2 separate regions of the Mus musculus genome follow, and region 1 is linked to region 2. Evidence: chromatin contacts called from public capture Hi-C data. All regions are on one chromosome and are shown on one strand. The core of a region is the stretch at or near the end of the contact, and the rest is flanking DNA. Distances in the headings are between cores, read along the strand shown. Region 1 overlaps Creb3l2 (cAMP responsive element binding protein 3-like 2). Region 2 has its middle 23 kb from the start of 1700065J11Rik.

Region 1 (3,341 bases), core at 4-2,503, 2.0 Mb after region 2:
TGGGATCCCTTGCAGAGAGCTCGGAAAGCCAACTGCAGGCAAACAAAAACAAGGTGGTGACTTACCCACGGAGGCTGTGTATGGCTCTGACAGAGGATGCTGGCTGGGCAGAGCCATCTTGGTGGCAGAAGGATAAGGCCCATAGCCTTGAAAGAAGCTTCCAAATGCAACAGCAAAGCAAAGCACAACGACCTAGAGGTAAGGAGAGAACACGGGGAGCTGTAGAGCTCAGACTGTGGGTGGCTGACCTCTGGGAACAAGGGACAAGAAAGAGCACAAGTCTGTTAGGGGTCAGGTCACCCTCACTTGTGTCCTTGAAATGACGAGACAAGGGGAAGCCTTGGAACGGGATGTATGGTCTCTCTGGCTTCATTCATTGTTAGCATTTTCAAGGTAGGGGAGTCTGGAAATGGGGGGCTTGCCAGGGGAGGAAGTCCCTTTGGGAAACTCACCATGAGGCAGGTGCCAGTCTGTGTGCCAGCTAACTTGCAGGTTCGAGAGACCTTCCCCATCACCAAAGTCTGAAGCTTCTGAAGTTGCTGAAGGAGAGTCCTGCCACGGTGATAAGTGAAAGTCAGGAAGGGGCACGTGAGAGCGAGCTGCTCTGAACGACTCTCCCGCAGAAGTCATAGCGGCTTCACACCTGTGACTGAGCAGGGTCTGGAAGCACGGCAAAAGGACTACACCTGGGCGGGTGTCCTTTGGACTACACCTGCTGGCAGCGCCACCGCAGAACCCCCTGGAGCTTCAGAGTCAGCCTTGACAACAGCTCTGCAGCCTGCAGCTGTTCTGGGCAAGAGAGGAGCCCCCAAATCAACCCTGACAGGCAGAAACTTGTCTGTCAGCCAATGAGGGAAGAAAAGGACACTCTGGTTGGATGACTCCCCTCTCTCCAAGTTCCTATGTTCAGACTGAAGCTGCAATATAATGATAATAGGCAGGGGGTGTGGGGTGAGTAGCCTTGAGAATAGAGTTTTAATAACAGGACGAGTGCCCACATAAGGGGCTAAAAGTACAGTTCTTCACTACATGGGAACACAGCTAGGAGCTGTCGTTTTTTTCTTTGCACCAGAAGGCAGCCTTTACCAGACACCGAATCTGCCAGCACCTTGATCTTGGCCGCCTCTGCCTCCAGTACAGCAAGAAATGCATTTCTGTTGTTTCCAAGCCAGTCCTTTTATGGTATTGTGTTACAGCAGTCTGAACTGACTAGGGCAGTGGTAATTACAAAGGAGGCTCGTTTCACCAAGAGATGAGAGACACTGATCTATAAAAACAAAAACAAGAGAAGGAGAGAAACAAAGGCCGGCAGAGAACAATAGCAGGAGGGGCCAGAGGTGGTGGCTTGACTGGAAATGGCCAGTCCATCAGTGAGCGGCAAGTTTACACAGAGCACTCTGCAGAGGAAGGGAGGGAGCAGGGAAGAGGAGAGAGGGAAAGGGGGATGGTACTCCCCAGCTAGGACAACTGTGGATGTTCAGAGATGAGGACAGCAGTATACACACTGTAATATCAGGATGTTGTGTGGGAGCATCTTTGCAAATCCTAAACCAAGAATGGCAAGACATAGCAGGGGTCTGGCAGCACATCCTCCCAGGTTAGAGTGTCTCCCGGGACTCAGGGGGACTAGCATAAAGCCTGGGACCCCTGCCTCATTCTCATCAGCTCTGCTCAAGGCCGGCATCCACTACAAAATGGAAAGGGTTTGTGAGAACATACGGTCTGAGTATCAAAGATTTTCAGAAAACAGCGAACCGTGATGGAATGTTTGAAAGCCAGGCAAGAAGAATTCTGGGATTTCCTCACATCTTGCTTGCCATCACAGCCTACCCGCGGCATGTCTTTCCAATGATGAAAACACATGCAAGCTTTTCTGAGGTTTGTAATTCTGTCCTGCCCAGTATCAAAGACATGAATTCTCTTAGTTTAAGCAAGGGTAGGCTGGCTTTGAGATGGTTTTCCTTTCTGCAGTATCAGTGGAGGTAGACTTGGTGAAAGAATTTGAACAGCCCTCAGCACACATGGTAGAAGGCTTTCTAAACTCAAAAAAATCTCCCTGTGGTCCTACCCACTCTGTGTTTTTTGCCATGTGGAATAATTTTAGGATAGCAAGATAATATTTCCTATGGAAGGCTATTGTACTCAATCATACTTTTCATTTTGGCTATATAAAAGCATGACCAGATGGGGTTAGACATGACCCTTATTAATTTATCAAAGTAGGATTTGCTTTAAAAGCACACTGCATGTTGCTCAAGGTGAAGAAATGCTGATAGCACACTTATTTTAAATTCCACTTTAAAAGTTCATAACCAAGAGTCCCTGTGCTGCAGAACTTTCTTCTGTCGTAGAATTTCCTCTCTGTCCTGCCTAAGCTTCCTCAGAAGCCTCTGCACTACCCACCAACACAGCCCCCACCGCAGCAGCACCAGATACTGAGTGAGCTCTTGCCTGGCCAATGGCTCAGTGGAACTCATTCTACAGACTTGCCATCCTGCCAGCCGTAGCATGTGTGTGTGTAGCATGTGACTGTCATCTGTAATGCCAGCCCCAAGTTCCTCTCGAGGTTCTCCCTCAAGTCCTGGGACCTATATACAAGCAAGCCCACAGGCAGGAACACTTCTTCCAAGGCATCGATCCTAAGGTCTTGGGCTGCCTGCTGAACTACAGCAGGGACCTCACTGCTTCCAGCGTTGGCTGATGCTGTCACTGGGTGCCCCAACTCTGCCTTGAGCATTCTTGTGCCAGGATGTAAGCTCAGCTGTAAGCTACACAGGGATGGTCATCTTCTCTCTACCCAGCCTTCAGCTAGAAGGACCCTTCCCAAGCTGTACCAATGCCATCTACTTTGCTCCAACATCCTCTGGTGGCTTGGAAGCAAAAACATAAATATTATTTATTTATATATTTTTTTGCCTGTTTATCATCAAACATTCTACACTTCCTCTCTGCCCACCCACGGTCTGAGAAAACAGATTCCCCAGGACAACAGAAATACCCCTCCCTTCCAATTTCTAGGTAAGACTCCTGGGATTAGCATCCACTTTCCTAAGACAAATATTCTTCCAGGTACCCCCCTGAAAAGGGACTTTTAGCAAGGAAGATATCCCAAAAGCGCCTTGGTGGGATGAGTGGCACAAGTTCCAAGCCAGACCTCCACCACAACCCTCCCAGTTACAGTGCCAGATGCTCTAAGTTTGGGGGAATTGTTGGAGGAAGCCAGAAAGGCTAAGCTCACTGATTTGACATCCATCAGTGTATTCTTTACAGACTCAAAGATGATCATACACGGAGTCAGCTGAAGTGAAACTGGTCATTGAATGGGTTCTGATTTCTAAGAA
Region 2 (2,977 bases), core at 362-2,861:
GAAGATTCTTTACTTCAATGTGGCCAGGACTTTTTTTTTTTTTTTCTTGGCCAACAGGATACAATAAAAGTGACATTCAGGGATTTCAACAGCTGAGGTCAAACAATCTCTGGGTCCCCTGGAGCCCTCCCTCAATCCTCTGAGAGGCCACATGAGACATTCACTGTCTCAATTTGCCCATGCTTGAAAGGCCATATGTGGGTACTCCCAAGGAAGGTCCCATCTGAGCTCAGCTTCTAGCCATTCCATCAAGAAACCAGACAGTTGGCTGGGTGTGCTGGCCCATTCCTTTAACCCTAGCATTTAGGAAACTGAATCAGTGGATTTCTGTGTGTTTGAGGCCAGCCTGGTCTACATTGTGAATTCCAGGGCATCAGGGCTATGTGGAGAAACCTTGTCTTTTAAAAAAGGAAAAGCCAGGTGGTGGTGGTGGTTGTTGCTGTGATGGTGGTGGTGCACGCTTTTAATCCCAGTACTGGGGAAACAGAGGCAGGCAGATCTCTGAGTTCACAGCCAACCTGGTCTATAGAGTGAGTTCCAGGACAGCCAGGGCTATATTGAGAGGTCCTGTCTTAAAAATAAGAAAAGAAATCAGACATGTGAGGGAAGCCATAGAGGGTCCTCTACACCATTCTGTCCAGTGTCAAACACCTTTTATATGGAATGGAACAATGCAATAGCTGAGTCCTGTCTGGACTCCTTACAAACAAAATTGTGAAATACAGTAGATATTTGAGTAATTTTTTAAGCCACCAAGTTTGTTCTAGGATAGTTTGTGGTAGGATAGAGACCACTAGAATTTTACTGGAAAGAAATCTAGACGCACAAACATCCAGCTGGGAGAGACCTAGAGTTCTCTGGTTTGCACACTATAATTCTGAATCTTGGGGTTGGTGACAGCATGCTGTAGTAGAGGCCCTGGGTTCCACCCGCAGATCTAAACACTGTCAGAGACATCTAAAAGTTGGCCGTGAAATGCAGCAGGTGCGTAAGCCCTTTAACTTCTGCTTTTCCTTTCCTGCCCATGATGACAGGCTGGCTGCATTGCTCTTTCCTGGATAACCCTGTTGGAGCCGTGCCTAAAGCTGTACATATAGATGTCTGCTCACTCGTATCATAGAGGTGAAGCTGCTCCGAGAATCTGGAGTTGGTGTCCGTCTGCCTTTCCCATGGCCAGGGAGAGCTCTCTGAGGTTGGACCTACATTTTCCTTTCGACTTGCCTCTCCCCATTCCTTCTAGCAGGCCTGCAATGGAGAATCCCCCATCCAACCCAGGAAGGACAGTCACTCTGTGTAGGGAGAGCTCTAAGCATCCTACCTAAACGCTAAGGCATGGGAGCCATGCATGGATCCTATGAGCCCGCACGACCCCATCACCATCAGCCCACACAGGGCCCCCTGCCCTGAGGAATGCCCACTTTCATGTTTTGCTCTTCATGTTTTGAATGCCCCGATTTTGTTTTGAAGAGGGGGTTGGGCTTTTTTTTTTTTTTGTATTGGATTCTGAAAATCATGTAGCTGATCTTGTCCAAGGCTCATATTAGGTTTGCCAAGACGAGGGTGTTTGGCTGGGTCATTGTCACAGCCTACAGACTCACAGAGGACTGGGTGGAGTAGGGTGGGGTGGGGTGGGGACAAACCACATTTAAAACTGAATGTAGAATTCCTTCGCTCTGCTGGCCAGTCCTTAGGACAGATCCTCCCATAATTAACAACATGGTCTTCTCTGGCAGGACGAAGTGGGTGTCAGGGATGCGTGTCTAGGAGCAGAACTGGAGGTATACGGTGTAGCTAGGGCCAAAACAACAAATCCAGAATGTGCTGACTCTGTAACCATTCCTCACTTGGAACCAAGCTGGGGAAGCGCCCCACCCCCACCCCTCAATGGCTGGTTTTTCTACAGGGGAGATGAAAGTTGGCCTTGTCCGGTAGCACAGCTTCTCTGCCCCGGAAGCCATGAGGAGCAGAAGCCCTATGCTGAGTCTCCATAAGGGCAGAGGGGGCCCAGACTCACAGTCCCCTTGAGAGCAGAGGTCGATCCCACTTTGCCTAGGTTGTTACACGCTTGGTTATCATTCTGAAAACTTCTCTGCCTGCTGTGGGCTTGCCAGCTCACATATCCGTCTCCATTCAAAACACAGCTGCTTCTTTTGCCTGCCAGCTGTGTCTCAAAAAAATCAACAAAGCCAGGTCGGTGGGGGCTGAGCGCACGCGTGTTTCTTTGCCCCCTTTTGCTATTGCTTTGTTGGCTTACAGCTGTCATTTTCCAGTCATGGTCCCTAAACTTGTGGCATCAGCACCACCTGATGAATGAACACAAATGATGATTCTGGGGACTCCAGCCCAATTCTACTGAATCTAAAACCCGGGGGGTGGAACCCTGCACTTTCCCAAGCCTTCTAGGTGGCCCTAATAATCAAGGCGGTTCGAGAACTAGTCTCCTGCAGCAAAAAACAGGGTCCTCTTTTTACTCCCCACGCCGTGCTCCCCCCCCCCCCCGCCCCCAGCGGTTGAGCTGATACTTGTGTGGTGGGTAGGTGGGTTATAGTTTTGAAAGGGAAAGAAAGAATAACCGTGTGTATGGACCACAACCCTCAGTCACACACAGACACAAAAACACCCCCCCGCCCCCATACACATAAGGATGTGTCAAAACCTGTCTCACTCCGCGTTCCTCCTCCGTTTAACATCTGTTTGGCACACTTTGGGTTGTTTGAACAAGAGAATCAGTGTCGGAATGAACTTGCTTGCAGGGTGTCTGGAAGGCAGGTGCAGCCTGCTACTTTTAATGCAAGCTGAGAACAAACGCAGCATAGTGAGCTCAAATCAGCCTTCTGCTGTTAGAGGCAGGGCTGGGATTTATGTTTTGCTGGCCCTGGGCCCCCTAATGGGCTGCCTTACCTTGGGGTCTTAATTAGAAGCAGCAGTGGCCCTGGGGCCTGCTGGGTTTCTATTTGATGTGACTGCTTAAAAGCCC

Evidence for each region. Capture Hi-C pulls out chosen DNA fragments and counts their contacts.
Region 1: a contact with region 2 is called in a capture Hi-C map of embryonic stem cells, with 2.9 times the contacts expected there. The contact joins two enhancer-like sites. A contact is called at or near these places in 2 of 115 datasets of contacts at active chromatin or transcription factors (embryonic stem cells and extraembryonic endoderm stem cells) and 1 of 9 other capture datasets (embryonic stem cells).

The regions. Positions count from the first base shown.
Region 1 is chr6:37,335,763-37,339,103 of GRCm38.p6, forward strand. It overlaps Creb3l2 (cAMP responsive element binding protein 3-like 2), which reads right to left. Exons shown (of 12, transcript NM_178661.4): 9 at 453-552; 10 at 66-192. Among named protein-coding and RNA genes, the nearest start is that of Dgki, 37 kb to the left of the region's middle. Within about 2 kb of position 1,254, at least 68 of the 459 cell types and tissues checked have an H3K27ac peak or open chromatin away from gene starts, as enhancers often do. A contact at or near this core is called in embryonic stem cells, where this site is marked.
Region 2 is chr6:35,352,045-35,355,021 of GRCm38.p6, forward strand. No RefSeq gene overlaps it. Among named protein-coding and RNA genes, the nearest start is that of 1700065J11Rik, 23 kb to the left of the region's middle. Within about 2 kb of position 1,612, at least 46 of the 459 cell types and tissues checked have an H3K27ac peak or open chromatin away from gene starts, as enhancers often do. A contact at or near this core is called in embryonic stem cells, where this site is marked.